Linked DNA regions of Mus musculus: all the other regions are linked to region 3. A link is a contact called in public HiChIP or PLAC-seq data. All regions are on one chromosome and are shown on one strand. The core of a region is the stretch at or near the end of the contact, and the rest is flanking DNA. Distances in the headings are between cores, read along the strand shown.

Region 1 (2,700 bases), core at 173-2,672, 520 kb before region 3:
GGTGCTGGTAGGTGATTGATTCATGCATCCTGAGGATGGTGAGAAGAAAACTCATATTTCGTGAAACATTCTCTACACACTTAAGCACACGCATGCAAGGCACACACACACACACACACACACACACACACACACACACACACGTACATTTGTAGCATGCAATTATGGCATGAAGGTCAATCTCTGCTCTTCCACACTTCCAAGACAAGTAAACGTCTGTAAAGAGAGAGGACATGCAGTGAACAGAGTCACCAACAGGGACATAGATATTGAGTAAGTTCCCACATAAGTCTCACAATTGTACTGAAGGGGTATAAGTCAACCCTGCTGAGAGATGGCTTTCTAGGCTGAGCTGGCCTACAAGAAGAGGGCAACTCCTCTAAGCAGCTCAGGAGAAAGGGGAGAGACAATGTAGGCAAAGTGGGCATGGAAAAGGAAGTAGGATTCCTGAGGTCTGGAGAGCTACACAGGTACACACTGCCCAGGAGAGGCAAGTGTCCAGCAAGTTGCCCTCGGGAGTTGAGCCTGTGCAACCTCGAGCAGCTGTGTCCCCAAATACAGGAGCTCATAAATCAACACTGACAGCCCTGTGCCGGCCAGACCCTTTGTATCAGGGACAGATGGCCCCTGGAATATACATGTGAACTCAGTGTGATTAAAGACCTACATATGCATTTGCAAGTGGTTAAAACAGACACTGACTCTACCCCAATGTCCTTGGGCCACAGAAATGTTTCCTAAAATTAAGCTTAGAATACTAATTGTATCAATAATGTTGTCCTTCAAACTCTGTTTTTAATCCAGACAGACATATTTATAAAATGAGTTTTATACTTTCTGTTACCAGTCTGACATGAGATTAAAAGTTGTGAATCTGTTGAAACAGGAGGCTGAACATGTCTAAAAATCTCAGCCCTCCTTAGATTTATAAGTTGGTTCACCAACCTGGAGATAGGATACAAGTGAGTACAGAGACTCACACCCACCTCTGCAGAACCCTGTGAGCTGAGCCTCTGTGGCTTCCATCCTTGAGTAGGAAAATTTGAATTATAACTTCAAGAGCCTCAGTGTGAACCAGAGAGTTAAACTCTGTGGGAATCCAGGCACAGTGGTCCTATTTTTGTGACTTTTACCTCTAGAGGGTCTACGGTAAATATTGGAGAATACTCTTGTCCTTTCAGCAGGAGCAACAGACAGACTGCTTGACACAGCCAAAGCCTGTGCTCTTGCTAACGCTGTCCACCTCATCTCATGAGGATGGGAAGGACACTCAGAAGCACTTGTGATCCACCGTTTGGCTCCTAGACCCATCGGAAGACCTGGAGGCCCATCACTACTCGAATGCGTTCTGTCCCTGAAGCCTGGCCACCACATCACAAAAGGCTTATTCACCAAAGTTCTGTTTACATGACTAACCATCTCAGGAAGCAAATTACAAGGCATACCGAGGGGGCAAAGTACACAGTCTGAGAGACAGAGCAGGCGTCAGAACTTGTCAGACTTTGCAAAGATTTTGGAACCAACACCGAGACTGTAAGACAATGATAACCAAACATGGTGGGATGGAGGGAAGATGACCCGTAGAGTGGTTTCAGAGCCACAGAAGCATAGCTTTGGCTGGAGAGGCTACAGGGAAGGAGCCAAGAAGGAATTAGATCATTGCTCATGGAAGCCAGATTTCTTACTATTGGAAAGGGAGTTAAGAATATGGAAAGAGAGAAAATGAGACTGAAACTGAGGTTTTGAGCTGGAGCTAGCATGAATTTATGAAAGGCAGAGAGACCACTAAATACAGAAATTATGTGCCTCGATAGATGTGTCTTTATATGTGTGTACCTGAATACATTGTAGATATATGTGTGCATAAAGACAGTTGGGAAGACCTGAAGACAGTCGTATCTGAATAGCAACCAGCCAACTAGCAACACCAGTCCTCATTTGCCAGGATACCATGGCGGGTGTAAGAGCTCACAGTAAAGGATCTGGGGAATGGTCCCCAGTGCAAGGAAGTTCCTGGAGAATGATGGGAGAGGCTGAAGATGAGAGACCAGAGAGGCTACTGTTAGTCAGATCTGGAGCAACATGAATATCAAAAATGGCTAGTAAGTATAAAACTATAACCCATTAAATAACATAGTAATTGATGAGTCCAGTCAGGCAAAAACAAGTAAATGGGGGGAAAGACAAAGCCTTTTATCTCAGCAGAAGGAACGATGGAATTATAATTTCACTGTTTGGCAACCATCAAACTAGTAATCAATGTATCTATGAAACGCAAATGGATGTTAAAATGAGCCCTTAAGCTTTTATGAGGACAGAGTATTATAGATTTAACATTCCTTTCTATAACGGAAGATTCCAGAGCAGTTTTCTCTATCATGGAGAAATCCAGCAGACACCACCTCCAACAAGCAGTCCCAGTCAATGGCAGCAGCAGCAGCAGCAGCAGCAGCAGCAGAGAGCATCAATATCACGTGATGTTCGCTAGGAGACAGTGCTGATGCCATAGCATCATTTCTGTGATACTATACCAAGATGTGGAATCTTATTTTTTTTTATGTGTATGAATATTTTGACTGCATTTTTACACAGTGTGTGTACCTAGTGCTTGTGTAAGTCAAGAGAGGGTCAGATCCCCCAAAACTACAGTTATGGATGGTTGTGAGCAACCATGTGAATACTGAGAAATGAACGTGGGTC
Region 2 (2,700 bases), core at 144-2,643, 1.0 Mb before region 3:
TCAAAGGCCCAGCCCTGAGTTCTCTTTGTGTTCAGAGCAGAAGCAGCTCTATGCTATTCTGTGGCCCCATGGCAATTTGGTGTCTTGCTTCTGGCTCTTACCACTCTGGCCGGTGTAGCTGCAGCCAACTGTGTACTGTGTTGCCTCCCTCTAGACTGTGAGCTCCTCGTGGGCAGGGACCATATGGTCACTCTGTATCTCTTGTGGCACCTAAAAGTGCCTTGCACTTGGTAGGTGCTCAATAAATGTCTGTTCAAGTGAGAGCTGGAGGGTGGTGCTTTCTTGACTGCGGCTTTGGCAAGAGGTCCCTGGAGGATCTATGGTGATCGTGTTCAGAGACGGGACCCACCTTTGTTCAATTTGGGGGTGGGTCCAATTGCCTGGCTCGATCTGTCCCCCTTTGGAGGTGGGGGTGGGAGGAATTCAGCACATACCATCCTGGACAGAGTTGCCTAGCCCTGGAATCCTGACCAGATGGAACCATCCCGAGCAGTCAGTTGGCCCAAGCCTCTCCTGACAGCCTTCCTTGGGATTTTCCCCATTGCTAGTTGGAGCCGAGGGGTGATCCATAGCAGCCTTTGGCACCGTTTTCTACCATGGGGAAGATGCATGGTCAAGAGACTCCTGGCCCTGAGGTTCTGAGCTCCCCTTGTCAAGGAAGCGCTTTCTCACATGTCACCAGGCCCAGGATTCTCTGTTGCTGAAGCAGTTTCATGTTGGAATTAATCCCTTGAGATCACGTGTGTGCTCCTAGTGAAGCGCCTCACTGTCCTTAGCAAAGCATGGCAGGCTCAGCTGATGTAAGACATCCAGCGTAATGTCCAGGGAGGGCCCGAAGATGTGTGCGAGCAGCACAACAGGAGTGCGCCAACATGCAGCTCTGTGTGTCCTGCTTGAGTGAGCCCCGCCCCCACCAACTTCCCTAGTGCCCCTCCCCTCCTCTATCTTAGGAGGCTTCCTCCACTGCCCTATGTGCTGTGGGAGGAGGCCTGGAGCACATTATGTCATTGGGTTGGGGGTTGGGTTGGGTTGGGTTGGGTGGGGTGGGGTTGGGTTGAGTTCCCAAACACACGATCCTCCCACCTCTGTGTCAGCCTCCTAAGTACAGGGATTACAGGTGAGTGCCGCCATGCCCAGCAGGTTTTGGTTGGTTGGTTGGTTGGTTGGTTTTTAGACCCTCTCGGTCTATAGTCCAGGCTAGCCTTGAACTTATGGTAGTCCTCCTGCCTCAGCCTCCCAAGTGCTGGGGTTACAGGTGAGGGCTACCATGCTTCGCCGGTCTTCTAAAAACAGTTCAGGTTTCTATTCTCTAGACACCTGGTGCTGCCAAGGCCGGGGGTGACTTCTTGGGAAAGCTAAGCCAGAGTCCTACAGCCAGTGCCAGAGACGTGGCCCAGGGGCTGGAATTGACACTCCTGCTTCCTGTTTGGTGGGTTTTGCTGCAAATCACAGAACTCTACACCGTAGCCAGCAGCTTCTAGGATTTTGCTTGCCATCTCTCTCCAGGTTTACAGCTAGCCCTGCTTATCCACACAGTCTGGATTCAGACCCAGCAAAGGGAATCAGGCCTGCACTGGTCGGCCACCTGTCTGACTCCTGGATCAGTCTCAAGTTGCAGTAACTAAACAGGCTGCACGAAGAAGGGTCCTCCTGAGTGGCCTACAGGGCTATAGCAGCAGGTCACTTTACCTGTTCTCTGAGTCCCTTCTACCCAAAACAAACCACAGAGACAGTGCTGGAGGGAAGGAACGAGGCAGTTAGAATGGCCCTGTTGTGAATATGTGGACCCTGGTCTGACACACCTAGTGCTGTGTGACCTTGAGAAAGTTCCTCAGCCTCTCAAGTCTCTGGAAGGAAGGCTTGATGACATGGATACTGCCCCCACAGATCCCAGCATGCCCTCAGAGCTGAACATTGCCCTACTGGAGTGTTGCTGCAAGCTATCGCAGCTGTGCATACCTGAAATCCTGGCACTTGGGCAGCTGGGACAAGGGAGCTGCCGCAAGTTTGAGGCCAGACTGGAATATAAAGTGAGATTCTGTCAGAAGAGGTGGGAAGGAGACAGCACTGCAGTCAGGACTGGGTGTCAAGCTTGAAGCTGGCTCTCAGCACCTGCTGTGGCTGGCTGCCATTGACTCATCCTGATCCCTGTCCCCACCACTGTGTCCTCACATTCTGGAAGAAATGACTAGTCACATCTAGGGCAATTTCTGAAGAAAGAAACAAGGGAAGGGTACAGTTGGGTCTGTTCACTAAACTCATTCATTACCTTACCTAGCCATCGACCACAGTGTGTATTGATCCTGCTGGCTCTGGATGTCCACAACCACCAGCAATCTGATAAGCAGGGCGGTTTGAATAGGTTTGGCCTTCGTAGACTCATGTATTTGAATGCTTGGTCCATAGGGAGTGGCACTATTAGGAGGTGTGATTTTCTGCGGAAAGTATGTCACCGTAGGTGTGGGCTTTGAGGTCTGTGCTCAGGCTCCACCCCATGTAGAATCTAGTCTCCTGGCTGCCTTCAAACCAAGATGTAGAACTCTCAGCTCCTCCTCCAGCACCATGTCTGCCTGCATGCCACCATGCTTCCTGCAATGATGATAGTGAACCAAACCTCTGAAACTGTAAGCCAGCCCCAATTCAATGTTGTCCTTTATAAGAGTTGCCATGGTCATGGTGTCTCCTCACAGCAATGGAACC
Region 3 (2,700 bases), core at 73-2,572:
GATTACTATGTTGCAAAACTGTGTTGCAAAAATACATGTTGGGGGTTGAGAGGACGGTTAAAGACCCTGGCAAAAGACTAGTTATTCTCTTTGCCCAGAACAACCTAATAGCACTTTTTCTATTCCCACAGCAACAGTGTTAATAACCAACTCAAAATTTCTATATGACACAATAAAAGAAAATATAAGCAACAAATATCCCTACAACTGTTTCAAATAATTCTACTGACTCTGAACTTGAGTCAACTGCTTTCTAAAAATTTCTCTTACTTTTCATGTGTTTGTTCCATTACAACCCTAAGTCCTAAGTAAATAAACACACAAAAATTTTAAGATTTCAAATGGAATGAAATTGGCAATACTTTAACAAATACAGTACTTTTCTACAATCTTTCGTCAATCTTTGACAAGGGAAAGGTTCTTGGTTGAACATTTCTTGTCCCCCACCTCTCGTGTTTAAGGACACATTTTTTCCCCCAAGATTGTATCCAATTTCAAAAGTGGCAGTTTCACTGCTGGCTCTCTGGAAAGTTATTAATCAGGAGTACTAACTTTTAAAACGCCAGTGTGACTTTGCAATTTGAACAAGTCAGTTCAGGACACTCGGACTGCTGGCTTTTTAATCTCCGTGGTTGGGAACCACAACTAGAAGCTACAGGTGGTGGGACCATTTGGCTAGGGAAGGGGCCAATTTCATTCTGAGTCATAACTGTACACTAACTTAACTTGTGGCACAAACCGTCTTCCTCAATTTCTGACACACAGAACTGGCTGCAGCTAAAAATTACTGAGGAATGTGAAGGGGGCATATGAGACAAAAGTAGTCGCCAGCTCTTTAGGACCTCACTAAAAATGGAGGTCTACTTTTTGCAGAGCAAGAGCGTTCAGGTTCCAAAGAACTTGTCACTAGCTGACTTACTCGGCAAAGTTTCTGGAGAAGTCAGCTTATCACTAACTTTGGAGAGGAAATAACTTGGGGGAGAAAGACAGACGTTATCTAAATGGGGGAAGTGCAGGGATTGGGGAATGGGGACCAAGATGGACAAGAGCAGGGCAGCAAGAGAAACCTATTGCTTTCTGGAGCCAACTTAAGGAAGCAAGTTGATCCCCAGGACAGATCCCACCTGCCTCCCTCCAGGGGACTTGCGGAGGAGCACCACCCCCTGTACCCAGGAGGGGGAAGGTTGTGGTCACAGGCAGTCAAACCTGAGCGCTTGGCCCGGGCTCTTCGTTCCAAGAGCTTCCAGCTTACTTCAGCCATGAGTCCCTCAGCCCCCGCCATCGCACAGTGCCCACCACCCCAGCTGCCAGTCAGCGAGGCCGGCCCGGCCCCGCCCCCTCGCGCGACACTGTCGGGAGGCACGACAGCCGGAAGTGAGTTCCCGGGCAGACGCCGCCCTAGCTCCTCGGCGTCTTGGTCGTCGGAGAAACAGCCCCAGGGCAGCGTGAGAGTGCAGCGAGGGGCTGCCCGTGAGGCCGCACCCCGAGTCTTTTCTCGGTCGGCCGGTCAGTCGCACGGTGCTTTGCGGCTGCCGTCAAGCGCGGCGGAGGCCGGCCGGGCCGAAGGCGCCATGGCGGCAGGCCGGCTTCCTAGCGCCAGGGCGGTGCTGGCCCCGCTGTTCTTGGGGCTCGCGCTGCTGAGCGTTGGGCCTGCCCCGGCGCGGGCTCTGCACAACGTCACGGCCGAGCTCTTTGGGGCTGAGGCCTGGGGCACCCTGGCGGCCTTCGGTGACCTCAACTCCGACAAACAGACGGACCTCTTCGTGCTGCGGGAAAGTCAGTGCTTGCCGGCCCTCCTCTGTCTGCCCCTCCCGGTGTACCCACGCCCCCTGATTCCTGTTACCCTACCTCTTGCATTTCCCAGTCTTCTGGCTCTCCCTTTATCTTCAGCACAGGGACAGCTTTCCCCTGTTTTTATCAACCCTCGGTCCTAACTCAGTAACCCCGCGGCTTGACCATCAGCCCAACCCTTAAGAACACACCAACCTCCCTTCATCTAGAAACCTCTAGCCTTCATATGGCGAATGATCACCTGCCTGCCAAAGGTCTTCCAGATTTCTAAGAACCTTGGTTTCTGGTCTAAGCATTTGCTTTCCCGTCTTTTTTCCAATCTTCCACCCCCTTTGATGAGAAAACATGCAAGCTGACAGTTTCTTGTGAGAGATGTTCTGCCTTCACCTCCTACTAATTCTGCCCTTCCTTGTGTTAAGATCTTTAAAGGCACTGTGCCTTCCTCAGGCACCAAATTCTCCACCACTCACACCAGCCTCTGTTGTTGTTAACTGCTGATAAACGCAGTGCCTCCTTGGTCATACATTCTCAAACTTCAGACTTCTCCAGCATAAGGTGCCTTAGCTTAGTGTACATCTGGCCCCTCCTCATCTTGAGTACTGCTATAGTCTTCATCCAACTTGCCATTGAAAGTTCATTAACCACATTAAGCCTTAAAAGAAAAAATGTCTGATGCTGACCAAGTGCATCGGTTGGTGGTTAAGGACCAAGGCCATGAATAAAGTTTAAAGCCCCTACAAAGCTGACTGGCAGGATCCTGACAAGGTCTTTTGAGTGCTCTTTCCAGGACCCCAGAACCTCTTATAAGACCTGGATGGTTTTTCCTCTATTTGAATGATTACCCACATTGCAAGAATACTCAAAGTCTGTAGCTAATCTATCCAAACTAGATACAGAGACATTGAAGAT
Region 4 (2,700 bases), core at 66-2,565, 550 kb before region 3:
CCAATGCAGAGGCAGGTTTAGTGACCTGAGAAATGATATCTAGTCAAGGCATATATGACTGGAAGGTAGGACATATTGAAGGTTCTCAGAGGGAAGGGCTTATCAATAGTCCCCTGCAACATCACTTAAACTACAAGAGCCTTATGTGGGGGGGACTCACACAGTGAAATGCACTGTCTTGATTTCAGTGATGGGGACTTGGGAATGCCAGCATTCTTTGAGGCAAGACAGGGAGAAGTTAAAAAGACTTGACTGCTGATAGCAAAGACTATATGAACAAACATTCTGTAATCTGTTTCCAGCCAGACCCTTATTAACAAACTTACTTCTGATTTTATTTATTCAGTCCACAAATATTTTCTGAGCATCTACTTTTTGTTAACTACTGTTCCAGATTTTAGGACATATTAGTGAATGAAATATATAACATTTGCCATCACTGAATTCTTTAAAGGAAAACAAACAGCAACTGAGCAGCTCTGCAAGTAAGAAAATGAAGCTACACGACACCCTCTGTTCAGTGCACTGGAGAGAATGAACAGGGAAGGAGAGATTCTAGTGGGCCCTGTACTCTAGTCAGAGAATGTAGTGGATACAAAGGCAGATGGGATGTTGACCAAGCCAGTTTAGTCCGTTGGCAGGGTCTAAAGGGAGGGAGTGAGGATTAAAGAAAGAAAAATTAATTAGACAACATTATAACATGACTCCAGCCAGTGCTGAGGCTAAAGTGGGTTTACTTTTATCAAGTTTGCTTTTATATCATTCTAGGTACATACAAAGGATATGGTCAGTCTTAAGCCATAAGCAGAGTAGTTAAGGAACAAACAAAGCACAAACAAAGGTCCCATGATTACTGTATTCAGGGTCCTAACAAGTCCCATCAAGATACAAAGAACACACTCCTCAGCTGTATTGTCTTGAACCTAGTTCCTTGTCTTAGCCCAAGGTCAAATGCCTGCCAAATTCCTAGAAGGTGGGCCAAGAGTTCTTTCTCCACCGGATGTAAGGTCAACTCTGGAGTAGTAGCATCACAGTGCCTAGGCATTGAGGAATACTAAAGGGCTGAGGATATAGCTCAGTATTGAGCCCTTGCTTAACACCCAAAGAGCTGCAGCAACACACACACACACACACACACACACACACACACACACACACACACACACACACACACTCACTCACCAAGTGGGGAGAGGGGCTAGGAAGAAAAGGTTACTGAGCTGGAAAAAGGGCAAGTGTGAGTAGAGAAGGAAGAACTGGGCAGGCAGGTGGAAGTCTCTGAATTACTAAAGCCAGCTAGAAACAGAAGACAGGGAACAGGAAGCAGCCTGCTCCCAAGGCCACTAGCAGCAATGGGCCAAGGTTGCCTTAGAAAGCAATCCCATAGAACCCAGGCGGTTGCCTGAAATCTACAACTACCTGGGAGAGGCAGAGAGCCGTGTGAATGAAGAAATTCAGAATTTCTCTCAAAACTGAGGGGTGAGGGCAGGGACACAGTTATTTCCACTGGAGAAAGACTTGGTCTGGTGTTTTCTAGAGATTGCACAGGGTATACGTGGTAGGAATTTGCTAGCAGCAGGAGACAGGATCAGAGCATCTTGGCATGGCAAGGAACAGAAAAACAGTGTAGAAGATTGATCCTGCCAGATACCATCTTCATCCGGTATGAAACAAGCAGAACTAAGCAATGAGCTCCTTGAGGATATAGACTACATGGAGATTTCATTTTAAAGGAAGATATAGATGTGATCTCCAGGATAGTGGAGTTCTGTAGGAAGAGGCGAGCAGGTGGGGTAAAGCATACAGATCCTCACAGGGTTAAATTCTATCCTTTGTTTGGTGTTGGATGATCGGTTGGTTTTGGGGTGTTCAATATGTTAATATGCATCAAGTACTACATTTAAAAAGAATAGAAGGATGGAGGGGTTAACCGGAAAACATGAGTAGATTCAGAGACTCCTCAATGTCAGCGGCTGTTTCAGTTCTCAGGTGAGAGACCACCATTGTGCATACCCCAGGGGTCTGAGATGAGGCTCACTGCCTACCAGCCACACAGACAGGACCAGCCAGCCACACAGCACAGGACCAGCCACACAGACAGGACCAGCCACACAGCACAGGACCAGCCACACAGCACAGGACCAGCCACACAGCACAGGACCAGCCACACAGCACAGGACCAGCAAAATTTTGTTTACTAAAATGAACTTTCACGGAGTTAAGTGGCCAAACATACTAAAACATAAGCTTCGGGCTCATAATGGTTATTGGAATTTCAACTCCCTTGTTTACACATCATCTGTTTCCCCAACTTTAGAAGATCCAGACATCACCGGGAGACAAAGCAACTGGTTCAGGATCATATGGCAAGGCGAGAGCTGACCAGAGTCAGGACTTCTCGAGTCAGCATGCACTCTCTACTCTCTTGATGCCTCTCAAACGCCGAGCATAAGTCATCATCTTGAATGCCATCCTTTTACTCACTGAAGCCCTTGATTGTTACACATATACATTTGAGTGTGTACATGTATGTGAGTGTTTGCATGTGTGCACATGTGTCCTTGAGCGTGTGTGTGCATGTGTATGTGTGTATGCATGTGTGTTAGTGTGTGTGCATGGGTAGATGTGTGTATGTGTGTTTGTGTGAGTATATATGTGTGTGTGAATGTGTGCATGAATATTGTGTGCATGTGTGTATGT
Region 5 (2,700 bases), core at 85-2,584, 660 kb before region 3:
TCTGTCTTCCTTTCTGTAGCATTCTCCTACAGCCAGGCCATCTGCTTAGGGAAGGTGCTGTTCATAGTGGGTTGGAGCATCCCACATCAATCATCAATCAAGTCCTAACAGACAATGCTTCTAGCTAGTCTGACTAAGGCAATTCCATAACTGAGGCTAAGGTGTCTCTAAGTATGTTGAGTTGACAATAAAGACTACTCAGTACAGTCATTATATGGTTCAGAGTTAAGAGCCATGTTTAGAATAAAGAGATTGCCTTGAATCTCCAAAGAGTTGGACTTTGAACTTTTAAGCAGTGTTGTAATTGTAAAAAGTTATGGGGACGTTTGAAGTTGAAATGCATGCATTCTGCATAACGAAATGATGGTGAGCCTATTGGGGCTGAGGATCAAAGGAGTTTCAGTTGACAGGATAGATTTGTGATGGTTTATATCATCAGCTTGACAGGATCTAGATCATCTAGGAGGCAAACCTCTGGGCGTGACAGTGAGGGAGTTTCTAAATTGAGTTAATTGAGATGGAAAAAAATCTAAATGTAGGGGGTACCAACCCACGGCTTGGGATCCAGAACTGAACACAGAGGACACATGCTGTGAGCTGTAGTTCACAATCTCTCTGCTTTCTGACTTCTCTAGCTCTGTTTTCCACTTCCATGTGTTCCCTACTCTAATGTATCATATCCCTTCTTCAGTTACTTCCTGTCAAGATATTTTGGTCATAACAATGAGAAGAGTGTGTAACACCCAATCCAATAGCCACTGTGGCAGAAAGATGGCTGGTAGGGTTTACTTCCCCCTAGCCATTCTGCATCTGATGTCTGGACAGGTCTCAGGCTAGACTACAGGGAAAGGCACTGCAGTTGGGCTCAGGTGGAGGTCTTAGTCAAGTGTGTTAAAACCCTTGACAGGCATTTCCATAGAATCCTGCTATCAGTAGATGGGGCACCCCCAAAAGGATGTGGCTGAAAGAGACCAGCGAGGTGATTCCTTCCATGCACAGCTTTATGACAACTGTGGCCCTCCTGCGAAGAGACACTCATATCATCAAACTTACAGCCACAGGGCTTTGGACAGGTTGCGTTGCTTCTTGATGGATGCCCAGTAACTCCTTTGACATGACAGTCTGACTGGGCTATTCCTGGTGGCTGAGTGAACCCATGCCAGTCATAACTGGCACGTCATATGGATGAAGAATGCTTGATTTTCCTCTCCAAGTCAGTCAGATAATGTGCTCACGACTTCAAGGAAGGCTTTTTTCAAGGTCCCGGGCAGCAGCTCCCTCAGATCTTGTAAGCGATGACTCACGCCCCGTGGCTCCTGTCTGCCCATGCTCTTCCTGTTGTGCTGGCAGGAGGGACTACTGATATTGATCCTGATGTTTGCTGAGCCTCTGCAGTGTGCCAGACACCATGACAAGCAGTTTTTTATGAATCATTTCACCTAATCCTTACCTCACCTCTCGAAATGCAAGATGAGGCTTCCTGAGGAGAGAAGTTTAGCTCCAGGCACACAGGAGGGAGAGGACAGATAGAGCCCTGGCCAATCTGATTCCAGGGGCTTTGCTCCTAAAACCTCTTGCCCATTCTTCTGGCCTGCTCAGAGACAGTGACAATCATTGGGATCACACAGGGTCAAGGATAACTTCTGGAAATGTGGTTGTTGGCATACAGAACATAGGATGGTTTCCATGAAAGCCCTCGACCTTCATCACTTAACTCTCATGGAAATGTCACCCAGGGTCAGACTATGCCGACTAGCCCGTGGTCTTCAAAGTAGGCGTGCTTTATTGAATCCATGTCTTTCAGGGATATCTACCTGCCATGGTCTGAAGTTAATGTGCCTTGAAACCTAATCAGAAGTACAATGATATTAAGAGCCTTGGCTTGTAGGGAGATTAGCTTATGAGGGCAGAGACCTCATGTGTGGGATTAGTGTCTGTACAAGAAAGGTTTGACAGAGTTGACTTGCCATTTTAACCATGGTAGACACATGAAAGTCAACACCCATGATGTAAAAGGCCCCATCTGGTACAACTGCTCCAGAACTATGAGTAATCAATTTCTGCCGTTTATAAATTATCTAGTCTATTATGCTTTGTTATTGCAGCATAAGCAGCACTAGTATTATCTTACTGATGGGGAAACTGAGGAACTGATACAGTCACCAAGATCACCCTGCTGTTGGAATTTGAATACCATGCAGGCTGACACTAACACCTGTTTTGTTAATTACTTTTCTTATCGATGTTTAAAAATACATGACAGAAATAGCCTAATAGAGGAAAGATTTATTTTAGGTCAAAGTTTCTCATTGTGTAGAAGGCACAGTGGAAGATCTTAGTTCACCTCACAGCAGGCCAGGGATCAGAGAGCAAGAGAGCAAAGGAATTTGAATAGCCAGGGATAATATATCCCCAAAGACCAGTCCTAGAGGCCTACTTCCTGTGTCTTTGTCCCTGCTTTCTGAGGTCCTAGAACCTTCCAGAAATACTTTCACCATCCGAGAGGAACAAGCGCTCAAACCATGAACCTATGGGAACATTACTTATCCACAGTGTGGCATCTGTTCTGTTTAATTCCATTTAATACTGCTGGCAACTTAAGACCTTCAGCTGACAAAAAATAGTACTCAGAGGTGAAAAGCTCACATATTGATCAGACTCGGTTATGCTGCCATAACAAATGACCCCATATCCTGATGG

What was found. HiChIP or PLAC-seq counts read pairs in DNA pulled down with a chosen protein or histone mark.
Region 1: a contact with region 3 is called in a FOXA1 HiChIP or PLAC-seq map of pancreatic cancer cells. The contact joins the enhancer-like site here to the promoter of Phkb in region 3. A contact is called at or near these places in 12 of 39 promoter capture datasets (the 3T3-L1 cell line, the SN4741 cell line, cranial neural crest and 8 more), 1 of 484 Hi-C or Micro-C datasets (cerebellum) and 13 of 115 datasets of contacts at active chromatin or transcription factors (astrocytes, a beta-TC-6 cell line, cardiomyocytes and 10 more).
Region 2: a contact with region 3 is called in an H3K4me3 HiChIP or PLAC-seq map of embryonic stem cells, with 5 times the contacts expected there. The contact joins the enhancer-like site here to the promoter of Phkb in region 3. A contact is called at or near these places in 2 of 115 datasets of contacts at active chromatin or transcription factors (embryonic stem cells and large pre-B cells) and 1 of 9 other capture datasets (liver).
Region 4: a contact with region 3 is called in an H3K27ac HiChIP or PLAC-seq map of embryonic stem cells, with 4 times the contacts expected there. The contact joins the enhancer-like site here to the promoter of Phkb in region 3. A contact is called at or near these places in 5 of 39 promoter capture datasets (the 3T3-L1 cell line, cranial neural crest, embryonic stem cells and 1 more), 1 of 484 Hi-C or Micro-C datasets (the N1E-115 cell line), 17 of 115 datasets of contacts at active chromatin or transcription factors (SST interneurons, astrocytes, embryonic basal ganglia and 8 more) and 1 of 9 other capture datasets (embryonic stem cells).
Region 5: a contact with region 3 is called in an HNF4G HiChIP or PLAC-seq map of pancreatic cancer cells. The contact joins the enhancer-like site here to the promoter of Phkb in region 3. A contact is called at or near these places in 9 of 39 promoter capture datasets (the 3T3-L1 cell line, the SN4741 cell line, cranial neural crest and 4 more), 16 of 115 datasets of contacts at active chromatin or transcription factors (the NIH/3T3 cell line, cardiomyocytes, embryonic basal ganglia and 12 more) and 2 of 9 other capture datasets (adipose tissue and pancreatic islet).

Annotation. Positions count from the first base shown.
Region 1 is chr8:86,357,598-86,360,297 of GRCm38.p6, reverse strand. No RefSeq gene overlaps it. Among named protein-coding and RNA genes, the nearest start is that of Gm33687, 79 kb to the right of the region's middle. Within about 2 kb of position 1,422, at least 11 of the 459 cell types and tissues checked have an H3K27ac peak or open chromatin away from gene starts, as enhancers often do. A contact at or near this core is called in pancreatic cancer cells, where this site is marked.
Region 2 is chr8:86,838,699-86,841,398 of GRCm38.p6, reverse strand. It overlaps N4bp1 (NEDD4 binding protein 1), which reads left to right. Exons shown (of 7, transcript NM_030563.2): 7 at 1-260. Among named protein-coding and RNA genes, the nearest start is that of Gm33877, 12 kb to the left of the region's middle. Within about 2 kb of position 1,393, at least 20 of the 459 cell types and tissues checked have an H3K27ac peak or open chromatin away from gene starts, as enhancers often do. A contact at or near this core is called in embryonic stem cells, where this site is marked.
Region 3 is chr8:85,839,610-85,842,309 of GRCm38.p6, reverse strand. It overlaps Phkb (phosphorylase kinase beta), which reads right to left and starts at 1,322. Exons shown (of 32, transcript NM_199446.2): 1 at 1,207-1,322. It overlaps Itfg1 (integrin alpha FG-GAP repeat containing 1), which reads left to right and starts at 1,361. Exons shown (of 18, transcript NM_028007.3): 1 at 1,361-1,776. The coding sequence starts at 1,572.
Region 4 is chr8:86,392,211-86,394,910 of GRCm38.p6, reverse strand. No RefSeq gene overlaps it. Among named protein-coding and RNA genes, the nearest start is that of Gm33687, 110 kb to the right of the region's middle. Within about 2 kb of position 1,315, at least 5 of the 459 cell types and tissues checked have an H3K27ac peak or open chromatin away from gene starts, as enhancers often do. A contact at or near this core is called in embryonic stem cells, where this site is marked.
Region 5 is chr8:86,500,150-86,502,849 of GRCm38.p6, reverse strand. No RefSeq gene overlaps it. Among named protein-coding and RNA genes, the nearest start is that of Abcc12, 65 kb to the left of the region's middle. Within about 2 kb of position 1,334, at least 46 of the 459 cell types and tissues checked have an H3K27ac peak or open chromatin away from gene starts, as enhancers often do. A contact at or near this core is called in the NIH/3T3 cell line, liver and pancreatic cancer cells, where this site is marked.